7 separate regions of the Mus musculus genome follow, and all the other regions are linked to region 3. The links are chromatin contacts, called in public Hi-C, HiChIP or PLAC-seq and promoter capture Hi-C maps. All regions are on one chromosome and are shown on one strand. The core of a region is the stretch at or near the end of the contact, and the rest is flanking DNA. Distances in the headings are between cores, read along the strand shown.

What was found. Promoter capture Hi-C pulls out the DNA fragments that hold promoters and counts their contacts. A called contact is a pair of places that touch in the nucleus more often than the background predicts. HiChIP or PLAC-seq counts read pairs in DNA pulled down with a chosen protein or histone mark.
Region 1: a promoter capture Hi-C map of liver shows a contact between it and region 3, with 5 times the contacts expected there. The contact joins the enhancer-like site here to the promoter of Maf in region 3. A contact is called at or near these places in 5 of 39 promoter capture datasets (3T3-L1-derived adipocytes, embryonic stem cells, hippocampal neurons and 2 more), 6 of 115 datasets of contacts at active chromatin or transcription factors (bone marrow-derived macrophages, embryonic limb bud, embryonic stem cells and 3 more) and 1 of 9 other capture datasets (pancreatic islet).
Region 2: a contact with region 3 is called in an H3K27ac HiChIP or PLAC-seq map of regulatory T cells, with 9 times the contacts expected there. The contact joins the enhancer-like site here to the promoter of Maf in region 3. A contact is called at or near these places in 6 of 39 promoter capture datasets (the 3T3-L1 cell line, the HPC-7 cell line, HPC-7-derived erythroid cells and 3 more), 1 of 484 Hi-C or Micro-C datasets (bone marrow-derived macrophages), 22 of 115 datasets of contacts at active chromatin or transcription factors (T-cell acute lymphoblastic leukemia, Th17 cells, astrocytes and 16 more) and 4 of 9 other capture datasets (adipose tissue, embryonic stem cells, liver and 1 more).
Region 4: a contact with region 3 is called in a Hi-C map of uterus, with 4 times the contacts expected there. The contact joins the enhancer-like site here to the promoter of Maf in region 3. A contact is called at or near these places in 7 of 39 promoter capture datasets (the 3T3-L1 cell line, the C10 cell line, the HPC-7 cell line and 4 more), 1 of 15 datasets of contacts at CTCF or cohesin (pro-B cells), 5 of 484 Hi-C or Micro-C datasets (bone marrow-derived dendritic cells, cortical neurons and uterus), 14 of 115 datasets of contacts at active chromatin or transcription factors (SST interneurons, T-cell acute lymphoblastic leukemia, astrocytes and 10 more) and 4 of 9 other capture datasets (adipose tissue, embryonic stem cells, liver and 1 more).
Region 5: an H3K27ac HiChIP or PLAC-seq map of thymic regulatory T cells shows a contact between it and region 3, with 15 times the contacts expected there. The contact joins the enhancer-like site here to the promoter of Maf in region 3. A contact is called at or near these places in 3 of 39 promoter capture datasets (the HPC-7 cell line, cranial neural crest and pre-B cells), 1 of 15 datasets of contacts at CTCF or cohesin (large pre-B cells), 2 of 484 Hi-C or Micro-C datasets (CD4 T cells and bone marrow-derived dendritic cells), 14 of 115 datasets of contacts at active chromatin or transcription factors (astrocytes, bone marrow-derived macrophages, craniofacial prominence and 10 more) and 3 of 9 other capture datasets (adipose tissue, embryonic stem cells and liver).
Region 6: an H3K4me3 HiChIP or PLAC-seq map of bone marrow-derived macrophages shows a contact between it and region 3, with 6 times the contacts expected there. The contact joins the enhancer-like site here to the promoter of Maf in region 3. A contact is called at or near these places in 2 of 39 promoter capture datasets (embryonic stem cells and pre-B cells), 1 of 15 datasets of contacts at CTCF or cohesin (large pre-B cells), 3 of 484 Hi-C or Micro-C datasets (B cells, large pre-B cells and pro-B cells) and 13 of 115 datasets of contacts at active chromatin or transcription factors (SST interneurons, astrocytes, bone marrow-derived macrophages and 8 more).
Region 7: an H3K4me3 HiChIP or PLAC-seq map of neural tube shows a contact between it and region 3, with 6 times the contacts expected there. The contact joins the enhancer-like site here to the promoter of Maf in region 3. A contact is called at or near these places in 5 of 39 promoter capture datasets (cranial neural crest, embryonic stem cells, hippocampal neurons and 1 more), 1 of 15 datasets of contacts at CTCF or cohesin (stem cell-derived epiblast-like cells), 13 of 484 Hi-C or Micro-C datasets (adipose-derived mesenchymal stem cells, embryonic stem cells, liver and 4 more), 18 of 115 datasets of contacts at active chromatin or transcription factors (VIP interneurons, astrocytes, craniofacial prominence and 12 more) and 2 of 9 other capture datasets (adipose tissue and embryonic stem cells).

Annotation. Positions count from the first base shown.
Region 1 is chr8:116,332,500-116,335,820 of GRCm38.p6, forward strand. All of the region lies in intron 2 of Gm31278 (a long non-coding RNA gene), which reads right to left. Among named protein-coding and RNA genes, the nearest start is that of Gm31278, 18 kb to the right of the region's middle. Within about 2 kb of position 1,787, at least 6 of the 459 cell types and tissues checked have an H3K27ac peak or open chromatin away from gene starts, as enhancers often do. A contact at or near this core is called in liver, where this site is marked.
Region 2 is chr8:115,063,187-115,066,186 of GRCm38.p6, forward strand. The region is part of intron 8 of Wwox (WW domain-containing oxidoreductase); the gene reads left to right. Among named protein-coding and RNA genes, the nearest start is that of Gm39257, 100 kb to the left of the region's middle. Within about 2 kb of position 1,750, at least 8 of the 459 cell types and tissues checked have an H3K27ac peak or open chromatin away from gene starts, as enhancers often do. A contact at or near this core is called in regulatory T cells, where this site is marked.
Region 3 is chr8:115,705,273-115,708,626 of GRCm38.p6, forward strand. It overlaps Maf (avian musculoaponeurotic fibrosarcoma oncogene homolog), which reads right to left and starts at 1,622. Exons shown (of 1, transcript NM_001025577.2): 1 at 1-1,622. The coding sequence starts at 1,591. The coding sequence ends at 479.
Region 4 is chr8:115,024,604-115,027,878 of GRCm38.p6, forward strand. All of the region lies in intron 8 of Wwox (WW domain-containing oxidoreductase), which reads left to right. Among named protein-coding and RNA genes, the nearest start is that of Gm39257, 65 kb to the left of the region's middle. Within about 2 kb of position 1,293, at least 4 of the 459 cell types and tissues checked have an H3K27ac peak or open chromatin away from gene starts, as enhancers often do. A contact at or near this core is called in uterus, where this site is marked.
Region 5 is chr8:115,044,820-115,048,182 of GRCm38.p6, forward strand. All of the region lies in intron 8 of Wwox (WW domain-containing oxidoreductase), which reads left to right. Among named protein-coding and RNA genes, the nearest start is that of Gm39257, 85 kb to the left of the region's middle. Within about 2 kb of position 1,787, at least 30 of the 459 cell types and tissues checked have an H3K27ac peak or open chromatin away from gene starts, as enhancers often do. A contact at or near this core is called in regulatory T cells and thymic regulatory T cells, where this site is marked.
Region 6 is chr8:116,476,780-116,479,936 of GRCm38.p6, forward strand. No RefSeq gene overlaps it. Among named protein-coding and RNA genes, the nearest start is that of Dynlrb2, 27 kb to the right of the region's middle. Within about 2 kb of position 1,727, at least 21 of the 459 cell types and tissues checked have an H3K27ac peak or open chromatin away from gene starts, as enhancers often do. A contact at or near this core is called in B cells and bone marrow-derived macrophages, where this site is marked.
Region 7 is chr8:116,383,192-116,386,449 of GRCm38.p6, forward strand. No RefSeq gene overlaps it. Among named protein-coding and RNA genes, the nearest start is that of Gm31278, 32 kb to the left of the region's middle. Within about 2 kb of position 1,665, at least 45 of the 459 cell types and tissues checked have an H3K27ac peak or open chromatin away from gene starts, as enhancers often do. A contact at or near this core is called in adipose tissue, adipose-derived mesenchymal stem cells, embryonic basal ganglia and 3 more, where this site is marked.

The sequences.
Region 1 (3,321 bases), core at 537-3,036, 630 kb after region 3:
TCAAAATCCATACTGTGTGCTTTACAACTACCTGTAAGTCCAGCCCCAGAAGAACAAACATCTTCTGATGGCCTATGGGCATCCATATACAGACACACACATACACACACACATGTAATTTTTTTAAATCTTTAAAATGCATGTAATATAACGCATGTGGCTACTATAACATAAAGGGAAGGAGGGAAGAAAAAATTCACACAATGTTAAGTTTCATATATTCAATTTGCAGTGGCACAATATTGACTCTAAGGTTTAAGTGTCCACAGTTAGGACTATATATCCATGTACACCCCCAAAAATAAGCTTACTGAAAAGCTAGTTGATAAATTAATATACATAGATAAATATATATATTATAGTCTAACATATAATCAAATACCCCAAATAAAGTATAGAAGGGGGAACATAAGACCAAAACAAATAAGGGACTAATGAAATATAATAGGTAAACCCAAATATTCAAATACAATTATGTCAATAATTATATTAAATATGAATAGACAAATATCAATTCAAAAGGAAGAGAATGTCAAAATAGATTTTTAAAAATGAAGACTGACCCATGTGCTGTCTATTAAGAAACGTGTCTTAAACGTAAGGCTGTAGAGAACATGAAATTCAATAAATGTTAAAACTAAACCAGATGGTGGCAGCTACATCCAACAGAATAAACAACAAATATTTACAAAGATAGAAATGGGCATGTCTTAGTTGAGAGAAAGGAACAAATTTATCAAGGACATATATCTATGGTCTCTCTCTCTCTCTCCCTACACACACACACACACACACACACACACACACACACACACACACACACACACCTAATAACAGATTCAAAACACAAGGACTGGGAAGTTATTAGAAACTCTTAACTTCCAAAAAGAAATTCTGGCCGCCATTACCATGAGGTAGTGACCCATGTACACTCTCCATGCAGTGGAATGGAGAGCACTGGCCTCATATCTGACTTCTGTGTAGACTCAGGTCTGGTCTAACAGCCTGTGTCCACAACAGATTTGATGAGATTTAGACTATGTCTTTTAGTTCTTTTTGAACCATAGAGAAAAATAGTTTAGTATCCTTTGGGATAACCAAGAAGCTGAAATAGTGCCAATGGCAGCCACCCTGATTTATGAGAAAGAGACCAATATAAAGGAAAGGAAAGCTAAGAAAAAGGTCTTATCATTATTGCTATACCCTCTAGATCGAACATAACTCCTGGGCTGTTCTGCCCCATTTACTAATAAACCTCCTTCATTGTATTATGTTGACTGAAGTAAGAAACATTTGTCTTATCCAGACCTGAGAGTACGTATAAATACATTGCACCAACCCCTCTGCAGACACACAAGGCACCAATAATCTTTGTCCTTAGTCATGGATCCACAATTGAAGAATAAGGTACATGTATTTGGCAGGTGAGAAGAGAGTCAATCCCTCGGGTGGGTGAGACGTGGCTCTAAGAATCGCTGTCCCCATGTGAAATACCCTCCTCACAAGTGTCCTAAGAGGTCCTTGCTTCCTGTGGTCATTCTTATCAGATGGTGAAATGGTGATGTAAATCAGGATGAGTCCTGAGCTGGCCAGCTGAGGCGACTCAGTTCCTGTTCTAGGAAGCATGAGCGCAGTCAATGAGGTGAGGGCCTGGAATACAGAAGAAGGCTGATGAGGTCGGGTGGGTTGAGAGTCTCCATGTCACCAGACAGGGTAGTACAGGGCCAATGGGTGACACTCTGGCCCGACTCTGAGTCTGCAGCTGCCAGTAAATCAATGAGGGCAGTATTTTCAGAAAGGCAATTAGACACTTGGCCTTGTTGGCACAGCCTGGCAGCTTCCAAGCCAGCAGAGGCCACAGAATGGTAGAGTTGCCCTATGAGGACTGTTTGTTAAGGGATCTGGTTCTGTCCTGGCATGGCAAGGGTGAGAAGAGAAATTATCTGGTATGGATGGAGCTGATTGAGATGGAAGAGAAGAGAAATAATCAGGACACAGGGCAGAGTCATAGACAGGAGATGACCTGCTCTGCATTTGGGTAGCAAAGAAGCATCTACTCTTGGTGGAGAAGGCACCATGAAAGAAGAGAGATGGAAAACTATTGTCAAGTGTGCTGGGCGAGCCCTTGACCATGTTCTGAGCTTCAAGTCCATTGTTTGCCTCCACCAAGCCTGAGAAAACATCCCCAGTGAGATTTTCCTGGAGTGTAGAACACAGGCAGTTTTAAGCTGCCCAACATAGATGCTAAAAAAACTATAAACTCATGTCCTTTGGAAGAGCAGGAGTCACTCTTAACCATTGAGTTAAGCCAGCTTTGCAGCACAGTCTTACATGTCTTTATGACTGCTTACTTTAACTCAATAAGGTCCAAAGAACATACAGGTTCAAACTTAAAATCCTGCCCAAGGTCAGAGGCCCAAAGGAGGGAAAGCCTGGTGTTCTCCCCACATGCTGAGCCTAGATTTCAAGTGCTGTGGAGGCCTCTCTTATCATCTTATCACTGATCGGCCCTGCTGCAGCCTCTTGCCCGGCATGGCAGGCAGTTATCCAACTTGAAGAAGGGCCAAAGAGAAAGTATCCCCTTAGCAGATGCCACCAAGACCTTTGTCCCCGTTACAACAGTTGTACCAGGGTGTGTGCATATATGCATATATGTGTGCACATGTGTGTATGTGTGCATATGTGTGTGTGTGCTGGCGCACATTGAGGGGGTGTAGTCTAGAATTTGAACAGCAATAAGTACGTAAAGCTCCCTGAGAAATCTTTCAGAGGCAGTAAGCCTCAAAGCACCAAGTCAAGCCAACTATTTTATAGAGATCTTAGCATTGGCTTTCCCTGCTCAGCTCCAGAGCCTACATATGTTCTTCCAATTCTTCCCCACCCTTCTGCATCTACTCCCTCCCTCACTCACTCACTCACTCCCTCCCTCACTCACTCACTCCCTCACTCCCTCACTCCCTCACTCACTCTCTCACTCCCTCACTCACTCCCTCACTCCCTCACTCACTCACTCCCTCACTCCCTCACTCCCTCACTCACTCCCTCACTCCCTCACTCCCTCACTCCCTCACTCACTCTCTCACTCCCTCACTCACTCTCTCACTCCCTCACTCCCTCACTCACTCCCTCACTCCCTCACTCCCTCACTCACTCACTCACTCCCTCACTCCCTCACTCCCTCACTCACTCTCTCACTCCCTCACTCACTCCCTCACTCCCTCACTCACTCACTCACTCCCTCACTCCCTCCCTCACTCACTCCCTCACTCCCTCACTCCCTCCCTCCCTCACTCCCTCACTCACTCTCTCACTCCCTCACTC
Region 2 (3,000 bases), core at 500-2,999, 640 kb before region 3:
CTCCCCCGCCTCCAACACATATACTTCTTTCTCCTATTTTTTTTAAAGATATATTTATTTATTTTATGCATATGAGTACACTGAAGCTGTCTTCAGACACACCAGAAGAGGGCATCAGATCCCATTACAGATGGTTGTGAGCCACCATGTGGTTGGTGGGAATTGAACTCAGGACCTCTGGAAGAGCAGTCAGTATTCTTAACCACTGAGCCATCTCTCCAGCCCTTCTTTCTCCTTTTGAAGTCATGTTTTCAACCATATTCTCCAGACTGCCCTGTAGTCCTTTCCTGTCTCCTGGATCTCGCTCCTTTTCTCTTCCTTCTAGTAACTATCAGTCTCTTTCCCCAAGGCTGGCCACTTGGCACTGCACTTGATTCACTGAGATGCTTTCCCGAACTCAGTCCCCAGCACTCTGTACTAGCACTTAGTATTAGCACTCAGTCCCCAGCAGTCAGTCCCAGCAAGCACTCAGTCCCCAGCACTCAGTCCCCAGAACTTTCCCTATCTTTCCTCCGAACAGGATCACTATCCCAGTATCCTTCCTTCCACACTGGCCCCGGCCCTCTTTGAATTTGACTCTCAGGTTGATGACGCCTGCCTCTGACACTGATGACACCCGTGCTGTGCCTCTTGCTTTTTATTTCTCACTTCGGAAACTGCTAAACTACACATCAATGTTGATTGAAACCTAGATTGGCAGACTACAATTGTTGTCTGTTTTAGACAGGAAAAAAAAAACCCTTTATTCTTTTATTGCTACAATGTCAGAATTGAGTATTTGTCACAGACACTGGCTCACAATCACAGAAATCATTTGCAAAGAGCTCCTTATAGATGACACTTGCCAGGTATGGTGGTGCACATTTATAATCCCTCAGAGAGGCTGAGGCAGGAGGATTATGAGTTTCAGACCCGTCTCGGTTACCTAGAAAGATGTTGTCAAGGAGAAATGATAGGGAGAAGGGGACAGAGAGGAAGACAAGGGGGGAGGGGAGGGGGAGGGAGGAAGGGAGGGAAAGAAAGAAGGGGAAGTAAGAAGGGAAAGGAAAGGCATGGGAGGGAGAAGAGAACAGAGGAGAAGGGGGAAAAGAAAAGGAGGGAGAGAAGGAGGGAGGAAGAAGAGGAGGAGAGGGAGGAGGGAAGGAGAGGGGAGGGGAGGGGTAGGAAGAGGAGGGGAGGAGAGGAGAAAGAAGGACAAGAGAGGAAAGGAAGGATAGAAAGGTCATGGAAGGAAGGGAAGGAGAGATACTTCGGGGAAGGGAGGCAGGAAGGTGAGGAGAGGAACAGAAGAGAGGGAAAGGGAAGAGAATTGCCAGCCCCTGGCGTCTACCCTGGATCCCGAGCCTGAATCCATCCTTCTAGACCCCAAGGCTCTGCAGTGAAACTGACAGGGTATGCGGGCAATGCACCCGCCATACTCTCTCAGCTCCAAATATATTCTGGTGGATAAAATAGCCAGGAGAACCGCCTCTCAGGAGAAGACATGGCTGAGTGTCAAGGTGTTACTTGGGCTGGGAGGAAAAGGAAGAAACTGTTGTTCTTTGGTCGTTTAGGCTTCAGCGAGAACGCAGTCGTTGAACGAGCACTCAGTGTGGGCAGGTGACAATTTTCCCCCTTATCTTTTGACTTTCAAGATCTTAGCTCTGCGTTTTTTTGTTTTTTTGTTTTTTTCTGTCCCACAGCCATAGCAACAGCGGTCACACAAGGTTTCCAGGCCCATCCGCACCTTCAGAGCGAGTTTCCTGTGCGGTCTCCGAGAACTTCTGTAGGCCCCTGTTAGTTTCCAGGTCCCCCCACCCCCCGGATTATTTGGATTACAATCTATGCTGTGCGGTTCTATCCCCCCCCCCCCTTCATTATCTCTTTCACATTAGGTGCTTTCTATTACCCGAGAGCATGCGTCATCACTACAGTGTGAACACAATACAGTGTGCTCATTCTCTAATTCCCACTGCAGGGATACAGGGATACGGGGACATGGGGGTCACTTTTATTTTTTTAATAAATGAGGTCAGCAGTTTTGTAGCAAATGTACACTGACACACGTTTGGTTAAAGGGGCATATTTGCCATTGAAGTATGGTTATTTAAAATTATCACAGAGAGAGAGAGAGAGAGAGAGAGAGAGAGAGAGAGAGAGAGAGACAGACAGACAGACAGACAGAGAGAGACAGAGACAGAGACAGAGAGAGAGAGGGGGGGACAGAACCTCTCACATAACTCAAGCTAGCTTCCATCTTACGCTATAGCTAACCATGACCTTGAACTTTTGCCTCCACTTCCCGAGTGTTAGAATTATACAGCCCTGCGCCTCCAGCCGGGATACATACAGTCCTGGGGGTTGAGCACAGGGCTTTATGCTGGACAAGCACTCTAGCCACCGAGCCACGTGCCCAGCCCAAGCTGTGAAAGTAAGTTTTAAACAAAACCCTATGACCAAAGATCCCTCATTGTTCTCTTCGGGAATGGCCCTCTGCTCTGATCTCCCAGGCTCCCACCAGACACTCATCCCACCCTTAGTCCCTGAGTCTTGGGCAGTTGTCCCCAGGACACAGGTCACAGTCATGGTGGCTCATCCACATTCACTTGCTAAACTGGCCTCCCAGCAGTGGGGCCGATTCAATCCCTTCCCGCCCTCTTTGCGGCCCTGACAACCCTGTCTTAACTCGAAGGGCAAAGCCAGACCAGGAGGTGCGGTGAGGGGGATGGTAGGATCCAGACTCTGTCTGCTTACTTAACTGTGGGTTCCAACTTAAGATTACTCCTTACCTGTGACGTTAGTGAAAAGCTACCTTCCCGTTCACTTTCTGTTTGTGGAAACACCAGCCTCAGCCTCATTTCAGGTATTGCTTCACAGAGAACCGGGTTTCAGATCCTTTTATCACTTCTCAATAAACACCTGTAGCTATCAGCTGCCCAGTTCTGCCCTCACACTGCCTGGCTCACAGAATCCAGCCATGAGCACTCTTTATGGTCCTTGGTCCTCAAGGCCTAAGGGAAG
Region 3 (3,354 bases), core at 372-2,871:
AGAAAAAATATATATACAGGCAATTGATGGCCCGGTTCAAAGGTGAGCTATGCCCTACATGAAGTATGCTGCTCAGATCTTTGACCCTTGTGCAAGTCCAGGGTATGTGTGGGGCAGGCGGTGTAAAAAGAGTAGTAGTTGTAATAATAATAATAATAATAAAAAAGAACAAAACAACCAAGCTAGCAAGTTACGGGGGAATTCAGGTTGGCAATCCATGAGCCAGACACCCTTTCCCTCCCCAATTCAAAAGAGCCATCACCACCACCACAAGCTTGGTGTGTGTGTGTGTGTGTGTGTGTGTGTGTGTGTGTGTGTGTGTGTGTGTGTCTGTTCAGGGCCAAGGGGAGCAAACTCGCCAGGGGAGGGGGCGAGGTGGTGGCCGAGCGAGCTTGGCCCTGCAACTAGCAAGCCCACTCAGGAGCGGGACCCCCACGGAGCATTTAACAAGGTGGCTAGCTGGGATCGCGTGTCACACTCACATGAAAAATTCGGGAGAGGAAGGGTTGTCGCTGCTCGAGCCGTTTTCTCGGAAGCCGTTGCTCACCAGCTTCTCGTATTTCTCCTTGTAGGCGTCCCTTTCGCGCACCAGCCTGGAGATCTCCTGCTTGAGGTGGTCTACCTGCTGCAGCAGCTGGTTCTTCTCCGACTCCAGGACGTGTCTCTGCTGCACCCTCTTGAAGCGGCAGGACTGGGCATAGCCGCGGTTTTTCAGGGTCCGCCTCTTCTGCTTCAGTCGGATCACCTCCTCCTTGCTGACCCCGCGCAGCTGCCGGTTCAGCTCGCGCACCGACATGGTCACCAACTGCTCGTCCGAGAAGCGGTCGTCGAAGTGCAGGCCGCCCGCGGCATGGTGCGGGTGCAGGGCGCCCCCCGCCCCCGCCGTGCCCCCGCCGCCGCCTCCGCCGCCGCCGCCCCCGGCGCTGGCCGGGCCACCGCCGCCCGCGCCACCCGCGCCGCTCGCAGAGGCAGACGCGCCGCCCGCGGCTCCCGGGGCGCCGGCCGTCGGATGGTGGTGGTGCCCCGCGGCGTGGTGGTGGTGGTGATGGTAGTGGGGTGCCGCGCCGCTCTGCGCGGCGGCCGCGGCGATCACGGCGGACACCACGGCGGCGGCGGGGCCCATCTCCTCGCCGCTGCCGCCCAGGGAGGCGCCGGCGCCGGCCCCCGCTGCCGCGGCCAGCTGCTGCGCTCCCCGCGCATAGCCATCGAAGCCACCCTGGAGCTGGTGGCTGTTGCTGATGAGCGCCTCGACCGCGTCCTCCGGGCTGAAGCCCAGCGCCTCCGGGTTGAGCTGCTGCGGGTAGCCGGTCATCCAGTAGTAGTCTTCCAGGTGCGCCTTCTGTTCGCTGCCCGAGCCCGGGCTGGGCGCCGAGAAGCTGGGGGACGGGGGCACCGAGCTGCAGGGCGTGCTCATGGGGGTGGAGGACAGCGAGCCCCCGGCGATGAGACGGCCGCACTGGCTGATGATGCGGTCGGTCTCCACCGGTTCCTTTTTCACTTCAAACTTCATCAGATCGAAGTCATTAACATATTCCATGGCCAGGGGACTGGTGGGCAGGTCGGAATTGTTCATTGCCAGTTCTGAAGCCATCCTCCTGCCTCCGCCGCCACCGCCGCCGCCGCTCCGCCAGATGGGCTGCAGGAGAGGGGCCAGCGGGCTGTGCTGGGTGGCCAGCGGGTGAGCCAGCTTGCCGGGCTAGGGCGCTTCTAGCTTGCGCGGCGGTGGCTGTGGCCCGAAAGCTCGAACGTGCACACACCCCCCGCCCTGCCCGCAGCCCCCCGCGCCCGCCCTCCCTCCCCCTGCTCACGCCAATGTGCTCTCTCTCTTTCTCTCTCTTGCTCTCTCGCTCTCTCTCCTCCGCTCGCCCCGGGCCCCCTCCTCGCCTGCTCGCCTCCCTGAGCTCCGATCCCGGGCGCTTCAGGCTCGGGAAGGTCCTCCGCGGCTGGCGGTGACGGTGGTGATGACAGCGGCAGAGAGGATGCCGGAGGAGCACGGCCCGGTGCGCGGCGTCCCCGGCTCGCCGCTCCGCTGCGCGCTTTGCATAAGGAGGGCTCGCCTAAGCCGGCCGGGCTGCAGGCGGGGCGCGCGCGGAGGCTGCTCCGGGGCTGTGTGGCGCGGCGGGTGGCTGTCCCGGAGGCGCCGGCCTCCACACCGGAGTGGTTAACACTTCACGCTTCTCTCCTCTTCTGCCTGGCTCTTATGGTTACTATTATTATTTTCTTTTCTCTCTCCGGATCCCTCGCGTGCGCGCGCTCTCTCTCTCTCTCTCTCTCTCTCTCACCCTCTCCCTCCGTGCAAAGTGCAAGACCGAGGTGCAGGCCGGCTGGAGGCAAGGGAGGGGGGAGTTAAGTTCTTTCTTCCCCCACTTTTTTTCTTTTGGTTTTGGTTTTTCTTTTCTTTTCTTTTTTTCTTTCTTATTATTTTTTTAAAGCAAAATTGCAAGTCCTGGGCCAAGGCAAAGCCGAGAGCAAAAGGGTTGGGGGGAGAGGCCGAGCGGACGAGCAGCCCGAGCTACAGCTCCAAGATGAAAAGAGATTTTAAAGCCTCTGATCCCAGCGAGAAGAGTTTAAAGCAATTGCTGAGTTTTATAGCACCCGTGACGTCAGGCTCAAATGGGAAATTGACTGGCACTCTCCGCCAATGGGAGGCGGCGAGAGCGGCAGCGATTAGCATAATAGTATAGAAACAAGGAAACTTTTCGGAGCTGTCAATCACAGCCCAATCAGCTGACTGTCAGCTGGGACAGGTTTGCTTAACCCTTGCGGCGCTGCTACTGGGGCGCAGCCAGGGAGCAACACCCCCCACCACCGGCCGGTGCGAAGTTTAGTGCACCAGGGGACAGAGTTTACTAAAAGGGCGGCTGGAATCCGGTAGGACCCGGGAGGATGGTTTGCTTTCCTCGGAGTTCGAGAGAGGCCTGCCCGGCTGAACCGCAGCTCTCATGCTGCAGAGATCCGCCAGAACTCCCCTGTCCCCTGCCGGTCCCGCACCCTGACAACGTGCATTTATTTGTCTTGCAGTTTTCGATCTTTGATCCATCCTCTGCATCTTTCGTGGCTGTTGATGGGGGTAGCCGAGTGCTTTCCTTCCTTGAATCTGACGCTCCAGGGGCCCAACTTGACTGAACTCTTTGTCCCTCTCTGCAAGTGAGGTGATCAGATGGGGGCGCCAAGGGTGCGGGGACCCAGAATGCGCGCGGGGATCAGTGAGCAGTGCGCCTGCACTTTTTTTTTTTTTTTTGATTTCACGCGGAGAAGAAAACCAGTATAACTCTTGAAAAAGCAGGGGGCTTAAAGTATATAGGGACTAGCTGCCCCCTAGCATCTTCTGTCCTTGGAGGGACAGACAGAATG
Region 4 (3,275 bases), core at 43-2,542, 680 kb before region 3:
AACACCATGGAAAGTGGCAAATATTACCCCTAAGGATGGCTCTGTCTATTCTTGATCTCCAAATAGTGGCTTCACTATGATGTTCCGGTTCCTTTTTTTTTTTTTTTTTTTTTCTGTTTATTTTATACTTCAGACTTTTTTTTTTAATCAATTTTTGGTTAGTTATATGCATAGTGGATTATGTTATTCACTAATTTCACTCCAAAACCCCAATAAAAACAACTAGACATTCTTTTTCAAATAGTTATTTTATCAATAACTCTCCATTCCCCATACTCATGCTATCTATTAACCCTCGATAAATTCCTTGGATCACACACACACACACAAAAAAAAAAGAATGAAAAGAAAACAGAAAAACAGGTGTGCAGCAGGAGAAGAGCTTGAGGATCAGAGGACGGAGGAAGGACACATAAGAGGATACTAGGGGTGATCAGAGTACATTGTACACCCACAAAACTGTGAAAGAAATAAGTAGATTCAAAAAGCATTTTAAAGTGAGTGTTTTAAAGATTTCTTTCTGGAGCTAAAGTGTGTGTTTGTGTGAGTGTATCTCACATGTGTGTGAATGCACACAGAAACCAGAAGGGAATGCCAGATCCCCTGGAGCTGTGAGCTGCCCAACATGGGTGCTATGATTTGAACTCAGTTCCTCGGGGAGACTGGGAAATACTCTCAATGGCTGATTCTCTCTCCAGGCCCATGGGAGGAAAAAAAAACTATTAAAAGACATATGGGAAAGAAAACCTTATGTACAGACATGCATGTGTACACACATGTGCACACACAAATGTAAACACATACACACCCACGCTCACACATGTCAGGACTGGCGAGACCAAGAAGCGGTGTGTTACCAAGCTGGATGTATCGTGAGCGCTGCTAACATTGCACTTATTTTTGAGACCTTGCTTTTGGCAATCATTTCTCCTCTTATTATTTTTTTTTTCCTTTTTGGCACCAAAGCACTGTTTCCACAAATAGCACATCTAATGGAGTGTGCGACTTTATTGCTGTCAGCTGCTATAACAGCAGAGGAAAATTCAATAAACACAGAAGCTAAGACGAGAACATAGAAGGACTTCCCACTCCAGAAGTTATGTATAATAACCTTTCTAGAAGATTCTCTAGTCACCCAGGAAATTCTAACTTTTTGTACTAAGAAGCCACCCTATTCAGAGCCTGGTGACAGTAGGTATTCAGCCAGGTCTTGGGGCACATTCAGGATGATTGTGACCACTGTGCTGACCTGAAGAACCACCGGTCTTCCCCACAGGGCTGAGGCTCTCCAGCTGGAGGAGATGACATAACTGTTCAATGTGCCTAAGCTTCAGGCACTAACTGTCTATGGATGCAGCAAGCTCACGACTGAAATGATATAATTCTTTGCCAGGATAACTGGGACTCTCTTTCTTCAGCAGATCAGGGTTCCAAAGTAAAGGATGAGGCATTTAAAAAAAAAAAAAAGAGCATAAATATGTGAGGACGTTAGCAAATCAAAGTAATTGAGGAGTAAAATAATTCATTCCATGCCCCTGCCTCAGCATGGCTGAAACAGCACACCATGAAGTGGCTTAACCATACCACCAAATATTTAGCCAGAGCCAAGAGCAATTTTTTATTATTATTATTTTTATATCTAGGTTTGATTTACTAACCTTCAGTGCATTCCCTATTTTTAGAGGTTGGCTCATAGTTTTCGTTTGTTTTCTTGGAAGCACTGACTCCTCCCCAGGGTTTCAGCTGTCCACTCGGTTCTTAATGGCAGAGCAACACTGAGAAGCATAATTACATTTCCTAATTATGTGTAATTAGGCAAAACCCAGATGATGTATCCAATGTGCTCCCGGAATAGCCAGGGGTCAAGGAGCGCCGGAATTCAGTAACATTTTTATAAATAAGTGCGTTAGTTAACTCTGAGGTCCAAGGTGGTACTGGATGCCTTGTAGACCAATATAATGGTTGAAATATATAGCGTTCATTTATTTAGCCAAGTAAAGCTATAATTGATTCCCTGCCTCCTTACTCTCCTCTTTCATATATATATATATATATATATATATATATATATATATATATACATACAGAGAGAGAGAGAGAGAGTTAGATTTGCTATTCTTAGTCTAAGAGGGGCCCTCTAAACTCTGAACCACAGTTCTGCTTACTGACAGCGTAAGTGATATTTATTTTTTCAAAGCCTAATCCTTTTGAAACATGGAGAAATAAATACATCCTTTTATCTACCATATGCCTGGGATGGGAAATAAATTCTTATTTTCCTACGGTGCAGTACCAGTGGGCTACAATGAATAATTTGGGCAGGTTCCCTGAAGATAATAGGGAAGCCTTCTCTATTACCAGGGATAATTATGAATCTCATAATAGAAAACATCCCGAGCCCGAACATCAATCAGGGAAGATAAACAATGGGGAATGATAGGTATACAAAAGGGAAAATGGCGTCAGCACACATGGAGGGGGAAGACCGTGGGATTCCAGCTGGGCTATAAATCATAGAGTCAAATAATTCCTACGCAATTAATATCTTCAAATTAAAACATACATTTTATTAAAAAAAGAAAAAAATGGTGGACTTTTTGAGCCAGACAACTGGCTACTTTACAAGATTAACCCAAGAACCTCAGAGCTAGTCTTGTGTGGATCTCTCCAATCTCTCCTGCCCCCAAGTTGGTTGGGACATTGTTAACAGCCCAACCATGTGTACTCATGGGATGACTGACCTCAAGCCGGTTCCCAGGGACAGACCATGGGCTGCCAAGGCCAGAGCTAATGGTGGGTGACCCTTGGGATCTCTAGAAACACTGGTTTATGGAGCTGGAACACTGACTGCCTCGGTCAGTCCAGAGCTTGTCTACAGGCAAGCACATGCAGCTTTCGAGCTATAGAAAAATAGGAAAGCTTTCATTCCTGTTCCTAAAGGAGCATTGTCACCTTCTAGTGAAGTGCCCTTTGTTCCTGGGCTATCAGGGGCTAGAGAGATAGTTCAGCAGTTAAGTGCACTGACTGCTCTTCCGAGGTCCTGAGTTCAAATCCCAGCAACCACATAGTGGCTCAAAACCATCTGTAATGAGATCTGATGCCCTCTTCTGGTGCATCTGAAGACAGCTACAGTGTACTTACATGTAATAAATAAATAAATCTTTAAAAAAAAAATCAATACTTAAGGTATTTCTATGTACTTCTCTTTCTAACCACAGTAGGATTCTTCCCTAACTATGAGAAAATTGTGCCTTGCTATCCTGTTAGTCTCCAGT
Region 5 (3,363 bases), core at 537-3,036, 660 kb before region 3:
CAGTGTTGGTTTTGTGCTTCAGATCGGGCCAATAGGTGCCTAATTGGAGTGGTGGGATGGGAAGGAGCCACGGCTAACCATGCTCCGAGGAAAGGGTAAAGGATGTGTGTGCATGTGTGTGTGTGTGTGTGTGTGTGTGTGTCTGTGTGTCTGTGTGTGCCTCTGTGTGTGTATGTGTGTGTGTGTCTGTGTGTGCCTCTGTGTGTGTATGTGTGTGTGTGTGTGTGTGTGTGTGTGTGTGTGTGTGCAGGTGCATATGGAGGCCAGAGGACAACCTCAGCATTCATTCCTCAGGCGCTATGACCTAAGTTTTGAGAATGGCTCTCGCTAACCACCAAGCCACAGACATCCCCATCTTCATCTCCCCAGCCGAGAGATGACAAGCTAGTACCATCATGCTCAGCTTTTTAATGTTTTTGTTTTGTTTTGTTTTGAAACCATGAGTTTCACGGAAGTTGAACACAAGTCCTCGTGCTTGTGTATTGAGCATTTTCCCAACCAACCCCCCACGGCACCCCATCTCCTATCCTGATTTTTTAGTCTGTGGAGTGATGGTCTACTTAGAGTGCCTCCCCAACTCTGAATGGGTGAGCGAGTGTTCCTGGTGTGTACACTCCTGACTTTTCAACAGTAGGAATCACCTCTAGATGTCTTCATAGTAGAGCTTGCAGAGGTAAGACCGGAGCTGCCTGCTGGGGGTGGGCTCATTTCCACCTGACTCCCAGCTCTCTCCCAGCCTCAGGAGTGAGGGGCTGGCAGCAATGGAGAGCACGCTGCTTCTCTCTGACTTCACTGGCCCACCCCTCATGTGGATGTATTGGGTTTGAAAGCTAAGTTGCATGTGTTTGTTTCCTCACGGGCTGGTCTCTCCAGTCCTGGGCTGGGGGAAGCTCTTACTTCAGCTCTAACCCAAGTGTCTGTCTGTCACCTGTCCAGATGTGATGCTTTGACAAGACATGGCTTCAGAACCCAACTGGAGGGAGAGTCTCTCCACTTCTCAACCACAAGGCAGGTGGGAAGGTCCTGAAGAGCCTTTCCCTTTCCATCCCGGGGTCTGCTTTCAATTCGGTTTGTTGCCAGTGACCTAGTTTCTTTTCGACTAAATGCAGAGACATACACTATGACTGTCAGTTCAAAGCGTCGTGTTTCAAATGTTTAAAGGCCCAGAGGCCCAGGAAGGGAAATCCCCTTTAACCTTCCACTTAACACATGGGCAGACAGAGGCCTGAACTGCTTGAGTCACCAGCTCTCGCAATGATGGTCAGAGCTGCCACAGCAGCCCCCAATTCATGGTCCTGTCCTTGTTTTTTGTGTACGTCATCTCTGTATATATTACACGAACCTGGTCTGTGTAACATGACATGTTTTCTTCCTCTTCTCTCTCCCTCCTCACCCTCCTCAGCTACTCAAGAGTCTTTCAATAGGAAACTAACTCTCTGCCCATTCAAGTTGAACCTTGCATGTCTCCACCCAAATCCCAGAGACTCACGGTTAGGATAGATTCTTTTGTTTTGTTTTGTTTTGTTTGTTTGTTTGTTTTGAGACAGGGTTTCTCTGTGTAGCCCTAGGATAGATTCTTTTAGAGAAATTTATTTCAAGGTAATACTATTAAAAAAAAAAAAAAAGAAGCACGACTTGTGGTTACACATAGAAGAAATTCAGTCAACATTCGTGGAATATCAGATAAATGAACAACAGCATCCAGCACCGGTTGTAACCACTGCAACATTCCCAAGGCTGTTTCGGTTTCTTTTAACCAGACAGTCAGAAATAATGATCTCAGCTACTGTCACAAAACAGGAAGAGACAGAATAACCCCTCCCCTCCATGGCTTTGTCCTTGTCCCTGTGACCTGGATACACTGCTGAACTTCCTGAATAACTGTGTCATGGTGGCAGGAAGTGGGAGAGGGGTGAACTGGAGCCCGATGCATGGATTAAAGGATTGTTGTCTTTATGAAGGTCCAGGGTGCATGCCGGAGGGGCCACATGGCAGGCACAGTCTTTGATGTTCACTGGGCCTCAGTACCATGGCTCCTGTGACCTCTGCCTCTGGACCAAAGCCAGTCTGCATCACTGGCTCAGCCCTAAATTGAGACTGACCATGGACAAGTTGTAGGGAAACAGCTCTGAGCAGGTTACACAGTGCAATGGTTCTGCCCTTATTTCAGGTTGCCTTCCTCAATTAACATAACACAAGCCTCTGATATTAATAAGTTGGTTATTAATTTCACCAAGAGGAAAATAACCAACAGCCTTTTAAAGGAGGGGATATCAAAGAGATGCCAGGTTGAGAGACAGTGTAGTGAATTAGCATGGTGGGTGAATGCAGAAGTACGGTACAGCACGGACCTGGCAGCCATGGCCTCGACCTCTTGACCTCTCTTTGCCTCCATTTCCTGGCTATAAATGAAAGTGAGAGGCAGCAGGATGGCTCAGTGGGTAGTGATGCTTGTGGCCAAAGCTGATGATCTGAATTTGATGGCCGGAACCCACATGTTAAAAGGAAAGCACTGACTATGGAAAGTTATCCTCTGACCACACACACACACCCAACAAACACACACACACACACCCAACACTCACACACACCCAACACACACACACCCAACACTCACACACACCCAACACACACACACCCAACACTCACACACACCCAACACACACACACACACACTGATTAAGTAAATAAATGTTAAAAAAAAAGCAACTTTGGATAACCCAAGTGGTAAGTAAAAAGCAAAACAAACAAACAACAACAAAACAAAAACCACAACAAAAAGAAAAAGAAAGGAAAGGAAAACATGTGTGCAAACGAGCACATGATGTCTGGCAAAGTATCCAGTAAATGCTCATTTTCTGTACTTTGTCCTTTTCCATACTGCACATTTGCTCGGACCCGTTACTGGAGGCTGTGTACACACCGTCCCCAGTTGATGTCTAGTCTGCCCTCCCATTGGTGGTCACCCCATCGTCTCTACTTACTGTAGACACAGGGGCCCTTCAAAGGACAGCCGTCTTCTGTTCATATAGCTGTGAACATACAGCTTGTGAAACTGTTCGACAGGCGTGCTTCTTGTGTATGTATTGTACCTGTCTGCTATGTTGTACACTCCCATGGAAAGGCTTAAAATCTGTTTTCCATAAAGAGGAAACGTTCACTAGCTGTTTCCTCCACCCAGACTCTGAATCAGAACAGAGGAGTCCTCCTGCTCCTCAGAGCTGCAGCCTTCAGGTTCACGGCCTCCTGACGCTGACTTCACGAATGCCTCTACCCAGTAGAAGTCTTAAGAACACACACATTTCCACCCTTTAGAGCACAGTCTGCGTAAGGGCAATAGAGGAGGTGATAATCCAAGCCACC
Region 6 (3,157 bases), core at 477-2,976, 770 kb after region 3:
GATGGGGGGGGGGTGGCTTTGAGAGTTCATAGCCTTACCTCACTTCTGGTTTCGTCCCTCTGCTTCGTGAGTTCAGTAAAGCACCCAGCCTCCCAACTTCCACTCTTGACCCCCGAATGTTGTATCAATGTGGCAGACTCTCTCTCCAGAACGAGAAGCCCAAATAAATCCTTTCTATACATTGCCTCAAACATGCTCTTTTACCACAGCAATGGGAAAACAAAAAAAAAAAACAAACAAAAAAAACCCACTAATTCTAGAACAGAGCATTTTAAGATGTATTTTCTCTAATCTATTTACATCACAAATTTTTTTTCAGAGCTGAGGACCGAACCCAGGGCCTTGCGCTTGCTAGGCAAGCGCTCTACCATTGGGTGAAATCCCCAACCCTTACATCACAAATTTTAAGTCTCTATGTTTACATACCACACATATATTTATGCTTCATACATAAAAGGATTTTTATCTCCCCCTTGGCCAATCTTTTTGACCCCCTGACAACAGCCCATTGAGAATGCATTTACAGAGATCCATTGAAGGGACAATGGCAGGACAGAGATGTGGGTAGATTTATTGGGAAGTTCGGGGGGACAAACAAGGGAGTGGCAGTTGGGTATGGTTTTGAAGAGTCATAAGAGTTTGCCTGGACTGGAGAGATGGCTCAGTGGTTAAGAGCACTGACTGCTCTCCAGAGGTCCGGAGTTCAATTCCCAGCAACCACATGATGGCTCACAACCATCTGTAATGGGGTCCGATGCCCTCTTCTGGTGTGTCTGAAGACAGCAACAGTGTACTCATATAAATAGCCACTGTGTTTGTGAAGCAAGGTATGTACTCTGAGATCTCCAGGTCCATAATACATGGAGCTGATCATTTAAAGTAGGAATTTTAGCCTAATTTCACTTCCAAAATGTCTCTTAGAAAGAATCCTGGAACCCTTAGTGAGTGCCAGGGGACTTGGTGAGCAGAAGCAAAAACAGTGAGTTGGTAAAGGTGGATATTTGGATTCCTTCACTTCAGCCTAGGTCTCAGGTGGGAAGTGATAAATAACGGAGTACACATTGGCTGTAGCTCATCTAACACACACACACACACACACACACACACACACACACACACACAAATTCCAATACCACCCAAAGCAAGGCATGAAAGTTCTCATTAATACACAGCACGGAGCTCTCAGCACCTAGTCCCAAGGGTGAAAACACCACTGAAAATCCAGTTCTTCTCAAAGCTCAGCATGCAACACCACCTCGTGTATGATCATAAAAGGCAGCCTGAGCTTAGATTTTTTAGATAAACACAGAGCTGCCAGTGAACCACGAGGCCAGCATCAGCTTCCGGTGAGACCAGGTTTCCTGTGGGACGCCTGGCATTTCCCAGTCCAGCTGATCGACAGATGGCCACACCCTATCTCTTGGGGAACTTTCTGGTTTCCTGTCTTCTCTCTTAGTTTCGTCGTATTTCCCATTTATGCAACAATGGGCATGCCCCATCTATTTGTTCTTAAATTAATGTTGCGGTTCTTTTTCCTAGGCTCAAGGAAGGTTAGGATTTTTGACAACCATGAATCTTTGTTCAAGATTTAGGGATGAGAGGTCTAGATAAAGCAAGAACCACAACCACCAAAAAGTCCTCTGCGATCATACATCTCTACTCCATGGACACAGACGTTTGTGCAAACGGAGAGTGTGGGCTGTGCACTTCCATAACCGCACCATTCTAGAGCTTCCAGGCTGGAGTACGATGGCCACCACCTTAAAACAAAAAGATGCCCTCCCAAGGTGCCTCCTCTTCCAAGGAAAAGAACTGCTTGCTCTTTGATGGTGCATTCTCCATCCAGTTGCCTGGCCTCTCTCGCACAATGAAGAAGAACCGGTTGGCCACCAGGATATTTACCCAGGATGCTTTGAAAATCATCTAAGAGGGATTCATGCAGTCAAGTGCCTATCACACCAGCATGAGAACCCCAGTTCAATCCCCACTTAGAAGCCAGGCTCATGAACTAGAGAGATGGTTCAGGACTGAGGCACACTTCCTGTTTTTCTGCAAGACCTATGTTCAGTGCCCAGCACACACATCAGGGCCATCAACTACAGGGGATTCACTGCCCCCTTTTGGCCCCTGTGAGTACTGCACCATGGATACAATCCTATAAGCAGGCTGTCATAAACATAATTTTTTTAAAAAAATGATCTTGGGTATTCTAAGATTCTGAGATAATATCCACTTATCAGTGAGTGCATACCATGTGTGTTCTTTTGTGGTTGGGTTACCTCACTCAGGTTAATATCTTCCAGATCCATCCATTTGCTTAAGAATTTCATGAAGTCATTGTTTTTAATAGTTGCGTAGTACTCCATTGTGTGAATGTACCATATTTTCTGTATCCATTCCTCTGTTGAGGGACATCTGGCTTCTTTCCAGCTTTTGGTTATTATAAATAAGGCTGCTATGAACATAGTGGAGCATGTGTCCTTATTACATGTTGGAACACCTTCTGGGTACAGCTGGGTCCTCCGGTAGTACCATGTCCAATTTTCTGAGGAACCACAGAACTGACTTCAAGAGTGGTTGTACCAGCTTGCAGTCCCACCAACAATGGAGGAGTGTTCCTCTTTCTCCATATCCTCACCAGCATCTGCTATTACCTGACTTTTTTATCTTAGCCATTCTGACTGGTGTGAGGTGGAATCTCAGGGTTGTTTCGATCTGCATTTCCCTGGGATCCATCCCATATGCAGTTACCAAACCCAGACACTATTGTGGATGCCAACAAGTGCTTGCTGACAGGAGCCTGATATAGCTGTCTCCTGAGAGGCTCTGCCAGTGCCTGACAACTATAGAGGTGGATGTTCTCAGCCAACCATTGGACTGAGCACAGGGTCCCCAATGGAGGAGCTAGAGAAAGGACCTGAGGAGCTGAAGGAGTTTGCAGCCCCATAGGAGGAACAATAATATGAACTAACCAGTATCTCCAGAGTTACCAGGGACTAAACCACCAACCAAAAAGTACACATGGAGGGACCCATGGCTCCAGCCACATATGTAGCAGAGGATGGCCTTGACAGACATCAACGGGAGGAGGCTAGATGCCCCAGTGTAGAGGAATGCCAGGGCAGGGAGTGGGTGGGTGGTGAGCAGTGGAGTAGGG
Region 7 (3,258 bases), core at 415-2,914, 680 kb after region 3:
GTCCAAAACCACGGAGTTTTGTAATGGGTAGAGTCACACAGCTGATAGAGAGACAGGGACCGGATTCAAGGCTGAGCTATCTGTCTCCAGAACAAGGTTACTAACGCACAAAGAATCATCGAAAGGATGCCAGGCCAAATTTAAATTTCAGATAAATAAAACACTCTCGTCTTCGTACAAGAACACCATGTAGTCAGCCTGTGTCTTGGATCAGTAGTAGCCTTCAGTGTAGATTCCACATGAAAGAGGCAAGACCAGCCCAGGTCCCAGTGCCTCCCACCCTGCCAAGGCTATGAAACCTGCTTGCACCTCCAACCCCACCAGTCTTCCCTAGCCACAACTGCAAAAAAAACCAAAAAACCAAAAAACCAAAAAAACAAACTCCTCACTCTCACTGCACCCCTCCCCCGGAAAGGCTCGCCTACCCCACCCCACCCCCACCAGCCCTTGTAACTGGTCTTGTTCCAGAGGGAGAGGTCTGTGGTTGTTCCTGCCAAGGCAGAGCTCTTGGTAAGGCAGCAATCAGGGCTGGACACACAGCTGTGGCCTTTCTTGCTCTGAGCAGCTCGGATGCTCCCTGGAGCTTGGGAGTGGATAGAAAAGGCTGAAGGACACTCCTGCTCTCTAAAGAGACCCTGGACACCAACCCTGGCGTTAGGTTAGTCTGAATGTAAATGTAGCAACAGATGCATCTCCTCGGGGGGGGGGGGGGGGGGGGGGGGGGGGAATGGGAAGTCCTGACTCAATTATGTAGGGTAGTGGGTCTGATGAGAAGGAGGAGGGCCCATGAACAACTCCACCCTACACCCCAGCACACACTCCTGCCCCCTCCAACCCCCAATGCTTTAAGCCAGAGTTTGTAAGCACTAAGCTAGAGCACACAGCAGCAGCTCAGATCCCCTCTTTGTGGCACAGGCGGGAGGGAGGGATCCAGATGTGGATTTTGAGATTGCCATTTGGGGTGTGTCTTGGGGGCTAAGTGCCATGAAGACGCGCGGCACCCCTGCGGTTTTATGACCATGCTTAGCAATGAGTGATTGGCCTGTTCGGCTCTGCAGAAGAGGTCCAGGCCTCCAGGCTTGACAGTGCAGGCTCCTCCCCGGGGCCCAGCTGGGCTGAGTGGAAGCACAGCCTTCCTCTTGCCCTCCGAAGCCTCCTTCCATTTCCACAGAAGGGCTTCTCAGACAGAGGCCTCTGCTGCAGGTAACCACGGGCCTCTTTCTCTTCACAGCGCTTCTCTGCAACCACAAACATGTATGTTTTTTGATAAAACTCCGAAAATTGTACTAGACCCTGGGGGATCCCAGTGGCAAGGTGGGTGTTGAGAGACGAGACCCAGCTACTCTAGAGGTAGCCTGTGCTGTTTGTAACAATTACAGTAATACACCTGAACCCCCATTGTCGACACGGCCCGCCACTCGGGGGCTCATTAGTATTGTATTAGGGCTGCGTGGGGAAACAGATAATGGCCCATAATGAAAAATGCCAAATTTTCTATATAATAAAAATGAACTTGATTAATGGAAATCACTTTCGGGGAAAGAGTTACAGCGTGGTTAGAAATAAAAAATGATGTATTAATCCGACATTCTTACAGATGGTCCCAACCTCCTGACAACTGCTATTCATTTGAGATGCCATTAGCATGCATAATTATGCTAATTAAGTTGTAATTAAGCACCAATTCTTCGGAGGGCTTTTTTTGTCTATCATTCGCTACAACTCTATTGCTTAGAGTGCTTAAAGGCTTTGTGCTGGGTTCCATTCAAAGGGGGCTCCCAAATTTCTTAGGCAAGATTGAGCAGCTGAAGCAGGAATGAAAGATAAGATCGTTGTTTTGGTTAAAGAAAAGTCAGTAAATACCAGCGGGGTCTGCCAGTTGTTGATAAAATAATGAACGCTTTCCGCTAAAATAAGCGTAGTTCAACCCGGGGCAATTACAATGAGAACAGAATGTATCGTTATGGGTCGCCGTAAAACCATTGTCAAAATACAGTGGTGGGTTTTAGTCCTTTCATTTAAAGAAAGGGGGACTTAAGGGGTACATTCAATAAGAAATAATTCAGGAAAAGTGTCTTTCGATATTTTATTTAAAGGAACATAAATCGGAAGCTAAAGATACCTCCGGGGAGGGGGGGCGGGGCTTGGGGAGGCAGAGACCAACTCTCTGCTTCCAAGCGCTGAAGGAATGAACCTTGTAAGTACATCATAAACCAGAGCACTCAAGCAAGCTGGGATCTTTGTTTCAAAAATCTGCGGAGGGAAAGGTAGACTTTTCCCCAAGGATGCTGTAAAAACCAGCCATTTGACAATTTAACAATCAACGTCCGTCTGCCGACTTGACCGATTTCTACTTTTGTTCTCCAGGCAATTATGGTGTGTTTTAAGACGCAGGCTAGAGTTTCGTTGTGTTGCGGTTTTCTGCATCTTTCATCGGCAAGGGAGCCCGTAACAGTCCTGGAGCTTAAAACAAAGGAGGCGCATGGACAGCACTAGCTGGGCACATCCGCTTGAGGACAGAAAGCTGTCAGGAGCCCTTGCCATGGGCGCTAAACAGCTCACCCTCTTCCTCTCAATAGATTCTTCTCCCATGGGCCAAAGAGCCACAATCCAGAGAGATGCTAGCTAACTTACAGATGCTCTTACGCTGCCTAATTTTGACTTTAACTGGCTTTAAAGATAAGGAGCCCGGATCATTGCTCGTTATAGCCAATGGCCGTGTGGCACGGGGGCAGTATGTGCCTTGGTAGAGAAACTGCTTTACAGGGAACTTTGATGGGCTGTCTGGTGCCTGTTGTAGGCCTATTTGCCCTCTCTCTCCTAACAATGATGATATATATATATATAGTCTGGGAGATATCTTGGTTGGTAAAGTGGTTCCTGCAAGCCTGAGGACCTGAGTTCAATCCGTAGCAATGGATTAAAGAACCAGCCATGATGATGCACACTTGTAACCCAGCCTAGACAGGTGAAGAAGACAAGGGGATGGGCAGGACTCATTGCCAGGGAGCGTAGCCTACTCAGTTCCAACCTGATGAGAGACCCTGCCTCATAAAACAAGGTGGTTGGCATCTAAAGAAAGATATCTGAGGTTGATCTCTGGCCTCCACACACATGGGTGCACACACATGCACACACAGAGACATGCAAATGCACATAAAATTCCTTGAGATGAGAGTTTTGCTTTTCTTTTTCTCCCAACCTCTGCTTGAATCTGACCTTTGCATTTGGTTTAACATCAAACCTCGGAAAAACTTA